Linked DNA regions of Mustela erminea: region 1 is linked to region 2. The links are chromatin contacts, called in public Hi-C maps. All regions are on one chromosome and are shown on one strand. Each heading gives the region's core, a stretch centred on a gene start, on an enhancer-like site or on the middle of the called end of the contact. The rest is flanking DNA. Distances are from core to core; before and after follow the strand shown.

What was found. Hi-C and Micro-C count contacts between places; a contact is called where the count stands out from the background.
Region 1: a Hi-C map of spleen shows a contact between it and region 2, with 2.5 times the contacts expected there. The contact joins the enhancer-like site here to the promoter of PCGF3 in region 2. A contact is called at or near these places in 2 of 3 Hi-C or Micro-C datasets (skeletal muscle and spleen).

The regions. Positions count from the first base shown.
Region 1 is chr2:97,251,599-97,258,834 of mMusErm1.Pri, reverse strand. No RefSeq gene overlaps it. Among named protein-coding and RNA genes, the nearest start is that of CPLX1, 40 kb to the left of the region's middle. Within about 2 kb of position 1,609, the one cell type or tissue checked has open chromatin away from gene starts, as enhancers often do.
Region 2 is chr2:97,183,548-97,190,875 of mMusErm1.Pri, reverse strand. PCGF3 (polycomb group RING finger protein 3) reads right to left here and starts at 1,421. Exons shown (of 9, transcript XM_032333517.1): 1 at 957-1,421. The coding sequence starts at 1,133. It overlaps LOC116584770 (a long non-coding RNA gene), which reads left to right and starts at 1,252. Exons shown (of 3, transcript XR_004283324.1): 1 at 1,252-1,592; 2 at 6,530-6,662; 3 at 7,197-7,328.

The sequences.
Region 1 (7,236 bases), core at 360-2,859, 68 kb before region 2:
TGCCTCAGGGGCAGGTGTTGTCAGCAGACCTGCCTCTGGGGAGATGTTGGCCCCCAGCCCCGTGTACCGCTCCGTGTGCCTTTTGGCTCCTGAGGAAGGAGCAGCTGTCTGTCCTCCCTCCCTGGATCCAGAGCACTGACAGAAGTCTTTACAGACAACTCTGTGGCTTTCGGCTTTGCATTCCCACCACAGGATGGCCACTTATAGAAGGGCACTGAAAACGGCACCCACCATTCAGCCTCCACTCCCCCCACCACCCCGGCCTGGCGGGGATGAGGCTCAGTCCTGAGCAGCAACCTGAATCTGCTGGGTGACCTGGCACTCCTTCCCTCTGGCCAGCCCCTCCCAGCAACCTCAAGTGATGGAGTCTGAGGACTTCAGGTAAAGCACTTGCTCAGCTGATGTTTATTCAGTCCCTATGATGGGCCAACCTCAGCTTTATGCACCAGGGATAACTGAGGTCCCTCCCTCCTGGAAGTGATTTTTCCAGTGGCAGGAACAGATGATAAACAAAAACATAAATCAAGTGGTGATTTCTTCTGTGGAGGAAATTGAGTGGATTAAGGGGGCAGAAAGGATGGTGCGGACCAGTATTTCACCTCTGACGAGGTACAGAGAAGCCCTCGGGAGAGGAAGAGGGAGCTCTGTGGGACTCCCATGGGAGAGCACTGCAGACAGAGGAACAGCCATGTCCAAGGCCCTGAGGCAGGAGGTGCCCTGGGCCCTTCAGAACAGTGACCATAACAGCAGCTGGCCTTGCTCCAGAAGCCAGTTCTAGATCCACACTGACTCTTAGCAGAGTCTCCTTTCCGTCTGGATGTTTAACTCTTGACAAAGCAGAGCACACATGGATAGGTTGCACCCTGCAGAGACGTTCTCCCGCTCTGGCTCTGCCCACCTGCAGCTCCGGCCAGCTCCTGGCTCTGATGACTTCCTCTCCCTGCTCCCTGCCAGCAGCCAGAGATTTCCTGCTTCCTCTCCTCTTCAAGGAACTGCTTGACTCACAAGCCATTTAACTATCAAGGCTGTCAGTGCACAATTTTAAAGGTCTGGCAATTAAGGACCGTTTTGTCTAGTTCGGCTAATCCGCGGCTAGACAAGTCCTGCTGGCCACGGTCGCGGCCAGCGGGGCTCAGCGAACCCTGAGTCCGGGCCACCTGTCCACACAGTTTGGAGCCGTCTCCACTCCGTCTCAGCAGGTCCCCTCAAATCTAGGGAAAGGAGGGAGTCCTGTCGCGGAGGGGCGGGGGCGGGGTGGTTAACAGTCTAGCTTGGGCTGGTCCCAGAGGCGGGACCGGGAATGGGGCGGGGGTGGGGCTGGGCTGGGGGCGGGATTGAGGGACAGCGACGGGGGTGGGATTGAGGGACAGCGGCGGGGGTGGGGCTGGGCTGGGGGCGGGATTGCAGCCGATCTTGGGGGTAGGCTCGTGTTGGGCTGGTGGTAGGCGCCCGGGCTGTCTCAATGCGAGGCCAGTGTCGACCACACGTCTGCGTGGTCTTACGCGTGGAAGGGCCTCAGGACAGTCCCCTGGCCCAGAACCACTCGAGGTGTGCGCTGAGACCAAGAGTTAGGGGAGCCAAAGCCCCGCCTGCGGAGCGTGGCCGCGCCCCCGCACGCCCGGTCCCTGTTCTCGCCCTCCTGGCGGGCCTGAGCCAATAAGCGCGTGCAGATCGACCTTCCGCAATTGGCTCCGAGATGGTCACGTGCCAGGAACCTGGCCAATCAGAACCGGGGAGACGCCACCGCGCTAAACGCGACAAGTCCCGGGACGGTCTTGGGGTTCAGTCCCCGCACGGCCTTTCTGGAGCCTCCGCAGTTTCTTCCCGAAGTCTTTCCGGAGTTGTCCCGGTGTCCTCTGCAGGCTAAGTTGGGGCAAGGAGGGGACGGCCTGGGTCCCTTGAGCCCCCGCCGAGGAGGCAGCCCCTGGTTCTGAGCTGGGCGCTGACTGGAAACTGGGAGGCCGCCCACCGGACAGGGGACACTGGACAGACCCTAGACAGGGGACACGTCCGGGCTGCCACGAGCGGCGCATCCTCGGCCGCGACAGCAGAGTCTCTGCCCCTCGCCTAGGGAGCCGAAGCCAGGCGGGGTGGGCTCATCCTTCCCGCTGTCCCCGCTCGGCCCCCAGACCAGGCAGGGCCAGGCTGCAGCCCGTGCGGGCGAGGCCCAGGTGGCCCCAGCTGGCCAAGCAGAGGCCCACACCTGTCTGAGGGCAGAGCCTGGGAGTAAGGGGCTCCAGTGGCCAGTGCTGGCTGGCGGGCTTCGCTCTGCAGCCTGAGGCTCAGGGAAGATCCTTCATCAGGAGAGTGGGCTCAGCCCGCACGCACCCAGAGTCCTGCGCTGTTCAAGGTGCTTTTCCTGGAGGTGCAGCTGGCCGCGCCTCCCTGCTGCTGGGCCCTGCCCAGGGCTGCGCATCGTTCCCAGTGGGGCCCAGTGTGATTTCTCCCAGCCTTCGAGGTTGAGTTGATTTTTGTAAAACAAAGCGCTTTCTGGCACCTCAATTGAGTGAGTCCCCAGGGATTTATGCTGCCCAGGGGCAAGAAAGGGCTTTGCAGAGAGAGAGAGAGAGAGAGAGAGAAGTGGTCTGGCCTGGCCAGGGAGAGGCCTGGAGGGAGGGACGGGATTGGGGGACGGTATAGTAGAAGCTGTGGGTGCTGCCTTCTGGCAGCAGGAGACCCAGGAACTGAGAAGCTGGTGGGCAGAGAGGGCAATCCCAGGGTCACAGCTCCTGCTTCTACTAATTGCCATCTCTGAAGTTTCCTATGCAAAGACAGTTCTCAGAAAGGCAAACGTTAACGTGTTACTTCAAGGCCAACACAAACACTGACCTTTGATTTGCTTTCAGAACAAACCTTTAGTGCAGCAGCCAAGAGAGGAAGGCCTCGTGCTCTGTGTCCAGTTGGCCAAAACTTTGATTCTCTCGAAGGAGTCCATCAGTCAGAACTTCTGTCCACACATGTTCACTAGGGCCTGACCACCAGTCTCAAGGAGGGGGGCACAGCCCATTACACCTCCTGGCTCCCACCTCACCCACCCAGGACTGGGCCCAGCTGCAACTTTGCAGCCAAGATGGACCATTGACTCTCTGCATGGGTTCTCCTGCGGTTGACTCTTTATACATGGGGCAGAAATAAAGTTAAGTAGATAATAATAATTCCTCACTAGGAGAAATTCACCTATGATTGGGGCTGGAAATATCCAAAATAAGCCTGGTAGCAAGGAAATGCTAATTAGCAGACATGAACCCACAATGGCATGTCAAAGTGACACAGCAGCAGCTGACCAAGCTTGCTGTGACTGAAGGCTGAACATTTGGAACAACAAGTAAGAGAGTGTTGGGTTATAACAACTACAGAATAAAGATTCGTTAGTCCATACAGATATAAGAGAATGAGTAAACACCATGGGGAGGAGAGCTAAGTCTGCCATGTGGGATTCCAACCACATTAGGTAGACACTGCCTTCAAGGAGATGGAACAAACTCTCACTCGGAGTGTGGGCTGCACATGGTGACTTCCCTCCGAAGAACACAGTATGGAGACGGGGTGAAAACAGCAGCTGATGGTGGAGAAGGCCTACGGGAACACCACCCCCAGGTCAAGGGCAACAGTACAGTGATCCATCATGTTGAGAGTGCCCTCGAGGAGATGTGATGAGAAGGCTAACCATGAGAAGAACATCAGACTAACTGCAGTTAAAGGATGTTCTACAAATTAACTGACAGAGCACTCCTTAAAAATGTCAAGGCCATAAAAAACAAGGAATGTCTGAGAAAATGTCATAGCCAAGAGGAGCCTAAGGAGACATGACACCTAAAAAATATGGTATCCTCAATGAGATCTTGTAACAGAGAAAGGACACCAAGTAAAATCTAGGGAGATCTGAATAAAGAATGGACTTTAGGGGTGCCTGGGTGGCTCAGTGGGTTAAAGCCTCTGTCTTCGGCTCAGGTCATGATCCCAGGGTCCTGAGATCGAGCCCCACATCAGCCTCTCTGCTCAGCAGGGAGCCTGCTTCCCCCTCTCTCTCTGCCTGCTTCTCTGCCTACTTATGATCTCTGTCTGTCAAATAAATAAATAAAAATCTTTTTTTTTTTTAAGATTTTTTATTTATTTGACAGAGAGAGAGAAATCACAAGTAGGCAGAGAGGCAGGCAGAGAAAGGAGGAAGAAGGCTCCCCGCGGAGCAGAGAGCCCAACATGGGGCTCGATCCCAGGACCCTGGGATCATGCCCTGAGCTGAAGGCAGAGGCTTTAACCCACTGAGCCACCCAGGTGCCCCTAAATAAAAATCTTAAAAAAAAAAAGAATGGACTTTAGTTAACAAAAATATATCCATGTTGGTTCATCCACTGTGGCAAATGTACCCACCATTCTCATGAAAGATGTTAATAATAGGAGAAATCGAGTGCAAGAATATGGGGATACTGCACTACCTTCATAACTTTTTGTAAAATTTATTTTATTTTATTTTAAAGATTTTATTTATTTATTTGACAGAGAGAGAGAGCAAGCGCACAACGAGGGGGAGTGGCAGACAAAGGGAGAGAGAGAAGCAGGCTTCCCACTGAGCAGGGAGCCTGAAGTGGGGCTCGATCCCAGGGTCCTGGGATCATGATCTGAACCTAAAGTAGACACTTTACCGACTGATATACCCAGTTGCACTGTAACTTTTTTTTTAGAAATTTAAAACTTCTAAAATTATAAGTTTACTTACAAAATTAATCTGGAAAAGGCAGAATCCAATTCAAACACCATTAAAACCAGCAGCTAATGAAAGACACAGAAGAGAAGGATTCAACCCCTAACCAGCTCACCTGCCTACAGAGTGGAAAAACCGGGGCCGGACAGTCCCAGGCTTCCTTCTGAGTATTCTCACTGTTCCTGCACAGGCAAGGGGGGAGCTGCTGCATGGAGACAGGTGACAGGGAAACAGGGAAGAGCAGGCGGATCCCTAATGGGAAGGAGGGGTCCAGAGCTCTGTCCTCCTGGGGACCATTCGATGCTTTGCTGCCCCAGGCCTGCTGGGTGGGGTAAACACTGCCAGTGTGCCTGATTCAGCGTGCCATCTCAGCCAAGCGCAGGTGACTGACCTGGCCCCCCTGGACTCGCCCAGCCTCTTCCAGACTCGCAGGCCACAGAGGCATGCAGGGTCACCAAAGCCCCACAACAATCCGATGTGGAAGAAAGAGCAAGTCATTTTCAGAAATGGAGGGAAGAGTGTGAAACCTCACTGTGCTATAGCTAAGCTGGAAATGTATTCTGGATGGGGCTGTCCTAGCACAAGCAAAATGGAAAGAACCAGCAAGGCAACCAACCAGACACTGTGCAGAGAAACAAGCAAACAAATAAATATTGAGTGCAAACATGGCCAAGAGCCCCTAGCAGGAAAAATAACTTGAGAAATGCTTAACTGACTGAGCCAGTATTCCAGGCGCCCAAAAGTTGTCTTTTTTTTTTTTTTTTTTAAATGGTTAACAGACTTTATTCTTCTGAGCAGGTATAGGTTTATAGAAAAGCTGAGTGGAAAGTACAGAGCATTCTCATACATTCCCCCCACCCGTTTCCCTCATAGTTAGCATCTTGCATAAGTGTGATACATTTTTTACAATTGTGAACCAACATTGATGTACTGTTGTTAACTAAAGTCTTAATAGTTTCCATTAGATTTAATTTTTTGTGTTGTACATTCTGTGTGTTTTGATGAACGTGCAGAGACATGGATCCACAGAGTACGTCATGGTTTCAGGATTTTATACTGCCTGTGATCCACAGATTCATCCCCGCCTTCCAGATCCATTCACCTACTGAAAAACAGCTTCCTTGTTTTCGGGTTTTGGTAATTACAAATAAAGCTGTTATAAACGTTTGTGAAAACTTTGTGTGGAGGTAGATTTTCTTCCTTTTTCTTTTTAAGATTTTATTTATTTATTTGACACACAGAGACAGAGAGGGCACAAGCAGGGAGAATGGCAGGCTGAGGGAGAGGGAGATGGCAAGGATCACAATGTGGGGCTGGATCCCAGGACCTTGAGATCATGACTTCGCGCGAAGACAGATGCTTCACCGACTGAGCCATCTTTTTCTCTTTCAAATAAGCTTTACACCCAGTGTGGGCCTTGAACTCATGACTCTGAGATCAAGAGTTGCATGCTCTGTCAACTGAGCCAGCCAGGCGCCCCGGATGTAAGTTTTCTTATCTATCTATCTATTTATTTATTTATTTATTTGACAGGCAGAGATCACAAGTAGGCAGAGAGAGAGGAGGAAGCAGGCTCCCTGCCGAGCAGAGAGCCTGATGCGGGGCTCGATCCCAGGACCTTGGGATCATGACCTGAGCTGAAGGCAGAGGCTTTAACCCACTGAGCCACCCAGGTACCCCTGGATGTAAGTTTTCAATACATTTGGGTAAATACCAAGAAGTGGGACTGCTGGATCATGTGTTGAGTGTGTTTAGTTCTGGAAAAAACCACTGTACTGTCTTCCAAAGTGGCTGCAGCAGCTTCCATTCCTGTAGCAGTGCGGAGGGTCCCTGTGGCTCCATGCCCACATCAGTACTTGAAGTTGTCAGTATTCCAGGTTTTGGTCATTCAGATAGATGTTTCATTATTATTTTAATTTGCAATCCTCTACTGAGGCGATTTTGAGCATCTTTTCATATGCTATTTGCTATCTGAATATCTTCTTTGGTGAGGTGTCTGTTCAGGTCTTTTGCCCATTTTTTAACTGAGTTGTTTGTTTTCTTATTGTTGACTTTAAAAAATATATATTTTATTTATTTGAGTGAGAGACTGAGCAAGAGAGAACACAACCAGGAAAGGGCAGAGGAAGAGGAAGAAGCAGACTCTGTTGAGGAGGGAGCCTGATGTGGGTCAGTCTCAGGAACCCAAGACCATGACTTGAGCTGAAGGCAGACACTCAAGTACTGAGCCACCAGGTGCCCTGAGTCTTCCTATTCAAGAACATGGACTATCTCTCCATTTAATTAGAGCTTCTTTGATTTCTTTCATCAGAGTTTTATAGTTTCCTCATGTAGATCTTCTACATATTTTGTTAGATTTATACCTGTATTTTTTTTTTTTTTGGTACTAGTGTACATAGCATTGTGTCTTTTATTTCAGAATTCAATTGTTTACTACTGGTACTTACAGTATTTAAATTTTTTTGTAAAAAACTTATTATACACTGAAACTTTTTTCTTTTAGTATACGGTTTTATGAGTTTTAGTGTATAGAC
Region 2 (7,328 bases), core at 172-2,671:
GCCCTAGGGGTTCAACCTTCTGGAAGGCTGGCTTGGGGTTCCAGCATCCCATATAGTTCACTCTTGGGGTCTGGGTGATTTCTATCTACTTATTCAGGAGTTCAGGCCTTCTGAGGGACCTGTCTCAAGTTCTAGCTCTTGTCAGGGTCCTGGCCCTCCTGGAGAGCCTAGCTTCTTCAAGGTCCTGCCCCAGCATCCAGATGTTCTCAAATGACCTACCTGGGGCCCTGATCATCCCAGGAGCCTGTAGCATGGGATGAACCCTCCTCCTTAAGGTACTGTCTCAGGGTCCTGGCCTCCCACTCGGAAGGGGCTGTATCAGGGCCTCAGAAGTGCTCACAGGACTGTTCCAGGCTCCCAGCCCTCTTTGGGGCCAGTCTTGATGTCCTGGCCCTCCTCAGTGACCCAGCCCAGGGCTCCAGCCCTCCTTGGGTCCTGCCAGATCCTGGGGTCTGGCCCTCCTCAGTGACCTATCTCAGAGTCCAGCCCTCTCTGGCTCCTGTCCGTTCTCAAGGTCCCAGTCCTCCTTGGTGACCCGTACTGGGGTTGGATCCTCCTGGATGACCCATCCCAGGGCTGGACTCTCCTCGGTGACCTATGTCAGGGTCCGACGCTTCCTGTCTGGTGGGTTTGGGGTCTAGCCCTCCTCTGTGAACCGTTTCAGGGTCTGGCCTTCCCAGCTGGCCCGTCGCGGGGTCCGGTTCTCTCCGGTCCCTCCCAGATGACCCGTCCCGGGGTCCGGCCCTTCCCCGTGACCTGTCCCGGGTCCCGGCCCCGTGGGTCCGGCCCGTGCCCGGAGCATGCCGAGCCATGTCGGGGCTCCGCGGGCACGGCCGACGAGGGGCGCAAGGGCGCGGGCCGGGGTTCCGAGCCTTCCGGGCCCACACACCGGCCGAGGCCGCGGCCTGAGGAGCGGGCGCCGCGGGCCAGGCCAGGCGGGGCGCGGACTCACTGACCTGCCGTCTCGGCTGCGGGCTAGCTGGGCGCACGCGGGGGCAGCGTCGGGAGTGGGGGGGGCGCCGCTCCCTCCGGGTCCCCTCCAAGAGCAGGAGAAAAAAACCCGTCCGGAGTTTAAAACAAAGAGGCGGAAATGCCCGAACGGAGCCGAGCGGCGAGTCGGGGGCGCCGCGCATAGAGCATGCGCGTTGCGCGGCCCGGCTCCCACCCCGCAGCCGGGAGGGGGCGGGGCCAATAGGGGGCGGGGCCCGAAGGCGCGGCCGGGGCGTGGTCACAGGCGCAGGCGCTTTTGCGCAAGGCTCCACCGAGGGAGCGGGAGCTGGGAAGGTGCCGGGGGCGGGGCTCGCAGAGGAGGCGGGGGATTGCGGGGGCGTGGCTGGAGGGGGCGTGGTCCGCGGGTGCTGCGCCGGAGTTGGGGAAGCGTCCTGCTGCACACAGGACGCAGTAAGCAGCCGGCGCTGAAGCTAGCGCCCGGGTCGGGACGTTCTTGTGGCAGAGTCGGTCTTGTTCTTGCGATCCAGTCCTTTCTGGGACCTAGCACCGAGCGCTCTCCGTGCACCAGGCAGGACAGTGGGCAGCAGGGCTGACCCCGCAACTGTGTGAGTCCACCCTTGCACCGGTTCTGCCCTGGAACTGTAAGTAGTGACTGTGACGTCCCTCCCTCTGTGGGTTCCACACCTTGGCCCCGGGGGGAGGCAATAACATAGGGAAAAATAAATCAGGTGTCATGTGGGAGCCATGTAAACTGGGTCGGGGAGGCAGTGGATGTGTGGAGTGTTACAATAGGGTGGATGGGCACGTAAGGGACATAGAAGGAGCTAGCCAGAGAGGCACAGAGTAGGAACACAGAGGGAACGAGCCCTGCAAATATCTGGAGGTGGAGTTCACAGGCAAGCTGTCCTGCCAGCACCAAGCTGCAAAGTGGGGGGACTAAAGGTTGCTGGCCAGGGGCCAGCATGGAAGTCAGAGGGCATGAGGCATGGAGAGGGAGGAGATGAGGTCAGATGGAGAGGTCCCTGGGCATTCTGGGCAGAGCAGTGATGGCATGGCGCTGGCACGGTAAAACCTTCCTCCATTTGTTTGTCTTGTTCGTCTGGCAGAAGCGGCACAGAAGGCAGTGCAGGGGTGAAGCCGTGGTGCTGCCTGGGTGGTGCCCAGGAGGGGAGGAAGTGTAGACTGCTGGGGCTCAGCCTGAGAATAGGCAGGATGGGTGAGGAACAACGGGAAGGGTGGACAGCCTCTGAGAATCTGGGGATGGTGATGGAGTGCAGGAGAGTGGGGTCAGGAATGCAACTGTCATATCCATTGGACTCCCCGTGGTGCTGCTGTGAGGCTGTGGGCTTCCGGAGTATAGTCTGAGTTTGCAATGTTTGGAGATGGATGAGTGAGTCCAAGGGATGAGTGAGGAATGAGGGTACTGAACCTCTGCCCACATGGAGAAATCAGCGAGTCCAGGAGGATCCAGCAAGAAAGACCCTGATTGAGCAGACTTGGGAGGAGGATCCCCAGGGGTGAGTGATGTCTGGTCAGCTGTTGAGAGGGGTATGGGGAGTGGGACTCTTCTGGGACTTTGACGAGCACAGTGTGGATGCATTGCCTAGGTAAAAACTGAATTATTGTGGGCTCAAGGGAGAAAGTAAATACAGACAACTTTCCAGGTGTTTTGCTTTGGAGGGGCTTCTGGGACTAGAAGGCTGTTTTCTGTCTGGGTCAGAGCCTCAATGGTGTTGATGGGGTACAGGGAGAGATGACCACATTGGAGAGAGGGAAGGCTGCCTAATCTGAAGTCCTCACCTGGGACTGGGGACTGGATCTGGGGTGGGGGGCTCTGGGAGCCCTTTGCACTTGGGGAGGAAGACCCTGATGCAGGGAGTGGGGCCTGGGCAGCATCTCGACCAGCTGTTTCTCTTTTCCAGTGAGATGGCAGCTAAATTGAACTAGTCTGCAGTGGAGGTCTGGGTAGCAGAGGTGGGGATAAAAGGCCAGGAACAGCCCTGGGCACAGGGCAGTAACCCCAGGAATCTGATGGCCCTCTGACACTGTAGCCATCTGTCTGCAAATGGGGGAGAGCCAGGGTGTGTGCATGAGGCATGGCTACAAGTCTCTCTCAAAGAGTGGAGACAGGGCATCTGCCCTGCCTGCTCTCTCCAGGGACTTCGTCAGCAACAACACCCCAGACCTGAATCCTGGGTTCCTGTATCCAACTGTCTGGCCACTTTTCTGCTGGGCTATCTTTAGAGAGCTCAGGCTCTGGTATCGTGTGTCCACTCCTGATCTCCCCTCAAGCCTGCTACTCACATGCATCATGTGTCCCTCCAGTGAACAGCAGATATCATTCCCACCAGATTCAGGACACAACTTGGGGCTATACAGGTGACCTGCTTCCTTCTATCTTCCTCATCTCAACCAATAGCCACTCCATCTTTTCTGTTACTGGGGCACAAATTCTTGGACTCATTCCTGATTCCTCTCTTTCTCTGTTTTCTCATGTCCAATTCCTGGGGAAGTCATTGGGCTCTATCTTCAAATATGCCTTCACCCAACCATGGCTCTTGGACTCTGCCACGCTGCCTTGACCTAAGCCTACCTGTTCTGTCTGGGTTGTTTCTGCAGCCTCTGGCCCACTTCCGGTCTATGCTGAACAGAGCAGTTAGTGAGCTGACCCTTCGAAACCTAAGGCAGAGGGTGCCAGGCCTCTGCTTACCAACCCTGGGGCTGCTCTAGGTCTCCAAGGTTCTGCTTTGACTCTGGTCTGGCCTTGGATACTCTCCCCCACTCACTTCTTCCAGTAGCATGGCTCTCCTGAACATGCCTGCTCTCACATTCAAGGCCTAGCAGAGCCGCTCCTAGACCTGGGTGGTCCGTCCTCATTGCTCATGAGGTTCCTCCCTCCCTCAGGTCCACTGAGCCCTCTCCTGACCAGTCTGGTGCTGGCAAAACACTGGCAAAAATGTGTAAAAAAAAAAGCAGATGAAACATCATCTGTAACAGAAACAACCAGAGCCAGCCAGCAAGGCCTCTGGAGTGAATGTGCTCTGTGCATCTGACGGCAGCTGTGGCAGGAATAGCAGACACCTGCCTGCACCACCACAGGCCACCCACCACCAGGGAGGAGAGACAGGGTGTGCTGCTGAGAGAGGCAGGGTGCAGGGGCACCTGGGGGGCTCCGTTGGTGAGGCCTCTGCCTTCCGCTGGGGCTGTGATCTGTGGGTCCTGCGATGGAGACCCTATCAGGCTTCCTGCTTCAGGTCCTCCTGCTTCTCCCTCTGCCTCTGCCTCTCTCTCCTGCTTGCACACTCTCTTGCTCTCTCGGTCTCAAATAAATAAATAAAATCTTTAAAAAAAAAAAAAAAAAAGGTAAGCAGGATGGAGACAAGTGTGTGCAGACTGCTGTGAGTCATCCCATAAGTGAGGGTTACCGTGCGCTCTGTGTGCCTGCCTGGGTGAGTGTCCCTGTGGGCTGCAGCTGGCCAGTGGCAGCAGCAAGACATGTCAGAAAACAGAGAGAGGTAAAAACAGCAAAACAGCAATCAGATGAGCTGCGCTGACCTCACACACACACAAATACACGTCTGTCTATACAACAAATGGGTACCCATTTCCAAGGGACACCAGAAAAATGTGGTAATTATGTCATTCCGCACACAAAATGTCATCCTGTAAAATGCACAGAAGAATCAGATACTAATTTCAACCCCACAGGGGAAAAACTTAGATACCCATCTCATACACACAGAGAAATTAGACACTCACATCTCCCTCTCTCTCTCACACACACAAAACACTTACCTTCCACCTCAGAAGGCCATGCTAAAAGATCCATCATGCCATATCCGCAAAGAAAAAATTAGGTACCTGTTGAAGTGTTTTTATTTTTTAAGATTGATTGATTAATGTTAGAGAGAGAGAGAAAGAGAGAGAGAGAGCAAGCAAGGGGGAGGAGCAGAGGGAGATGGAGAGAGACTGTCCACCGTGCAGAGAGCCTGACACTGGACTTGATCTCACAGTCCCTGTGGAGGTATTTTTAAGAAAGTAAATCCTGTTGAGAGGTGGTTCCCCATGAATTTCTCAGGTTTCTGTTTCTGCCTGGTCCAGGTCCTGAGAGCAAAATCACTTACAGCCTAGTTAAGGATGTTTGTCTCAGAGACATTCCGGGGGAGTCAGGAACAATGCCCATCCCTTCTTTTCCCTGGAGATGTACTCACATTCCAGCATGAAGGTTGCTCTCTCTGGGAGGCAAGGTGGTATGAGATAAGAGTGTCCTGTGTCAGGCTTCTTCTCTGGAAGTGCACCCCAGGGCACGTGCACGCCATCTGCCCGCCCCTGGAAACGAGAACTGTAGGAATCAACACAAGATGTTACCGTAGCTGCAAGGAACAGGTGCTGCTCACCCCTGACCCAGGTCCCGGAGTTCCTGCATACACATACATGTGACCTGGGTAGGCTCGCTTCTGAGCTCACAAGTAGAGCAAAATCTCAGACCCAGCACAGCTTCTGAGGTAACGCAGTCATATCTCTCTCTCTCTCTTTCTCTCTCTCTCATACACACACACACACACACACAGTAGAAGCACTTCACAAACTACACACTAAAGAATTAGATGCCTGTTTTCCCATTTCACCCTGCTACGCATATACAGGAGACAGAGACCCATCTTGCACCATACATATCAAAATCCACACGGTCTTACATAACACAACATGAACACATACTAGGTACCATTTGGTATTACATACACACACACACACACACACACACACACACACACACACACATAGGTGAACATCAGCCCATGCACAGTAACATTAGATGGCTACCTCTCTCTCTCATATACATACTAGATACTACTCTACACCATGCACATACAAAAAACTGTCCACTTCACTATGAACGTACAGAAAAAGTGAGAACTCAGATCCTTCCTCTTTTTTAGCGGACAGAACAGGTCTGAGTAACAAGAAAAGAGTTGGACCTCAGAGTTCTTCGTGAAATGGGCTAGCCAGCTGGGGCTGCAGATACTCGTCTTGACTTTGTGATGGAATGAGCCTCCAAGGCTGACTTCCCTCCACTGTGGGAGAGGCAGAACAGATCAGGAGGAGGCAACCCCAAGGGGCTTTTCTCTGGTGGGGACCAACTGGAACGCAGACCACAGTGACCAGAGACTTTCTTCCTCTAACGAAACAGGTTCACATTCCAGTGCACACTCCCTGATGGGCCACCCATATGGATAAGGCTGAAGTCACAGCATCCTTTTTGAGGCAGTCTGAGAATCTAGACTCGGATTTGCTTACTCGGTTCCCTGCTGTGGTGCAGCATTGATGCGTGGGGGCTTTCAGCAGCCGTGAACTTGGGGAAAGCAGCATGGGGTAGACATGAGTAAAGATGTGAGTGGGAGGGTGTGCGTCTGGAATCTGAAGGCTCAGAGGCTCATGTCCAGGATGCACATTGCAGGGCAGGGTGGGGGGAGTGGGCCACCCTGTGGAGAACCTGCTGGACAGGACAGGGGCAAGGCAGAGAGGTCACCCATCCCACACACTTGTCTCTTCTTCCACTGGTGTGTGCTGGCCCCAGCCTGTTCCAGGGATTCGGGAATGGACAGACTGGCTCCTGCCCTCAAACTGCTGACATACTCTTGAGAGGAGCAGATAAAAGCCAAGTAAAAACCAAACAAGCAGGATGGACTGTGAGCATCTCATCATCTGAGGTGAGATTTCTTCCCCAATATCCTCAGCGAAGAAGGTGTTCCTGGGCTCCATTCTTGGCAAAGGGCCTGCTCTCAGTTGCTTATTTTTGAACAAGATATTGTTTGGGGAAGACACAGTGGCCTGAAAAAGCCTTGATTAATGCTACTTTGGGATGCTAATGGGAGTCTGTACTTGCTTAAGAAAAAAGGAGATAGGGACGCCTGGGTGGCTCAGTTGGTTAAGCAGCTGCCTTCGGCTCAGGTCATGATCCCAGCGTCCTGGGATCGAGTCCCACATCGGGCTCCTTGCTCCGCAGGGAGCCTGCTTTTCCCTCTGACTCTGCCTTCCACTCTGTCTGCCTGTGCTCCATCTCGCTTGCTCTCTCTCTGACAAATAAATAAAAATAAAATCTTTAAAAAAAAAAAAAAAAAGAAAAAAGGAGATAAAAAATTGGAAGAAAGATTTAGTCATAATTGTGTATCAGATGTTATTTTAAACAAACCTTTATTTAAAAAAATTTTTTTTAAACAAACCTTTAAAGATCATTTTTAAAGGAAGACCCTGGGTGGAGATCACTGAAGGATTTCTTCAAGATATAGTGGTCCCAGCGGTGTGCTGATGGATTCTGGGTGTGGAATGACCCTTCATGGATGGTGTTTTACTTCGATTCAAAACTTAAGCAGCTT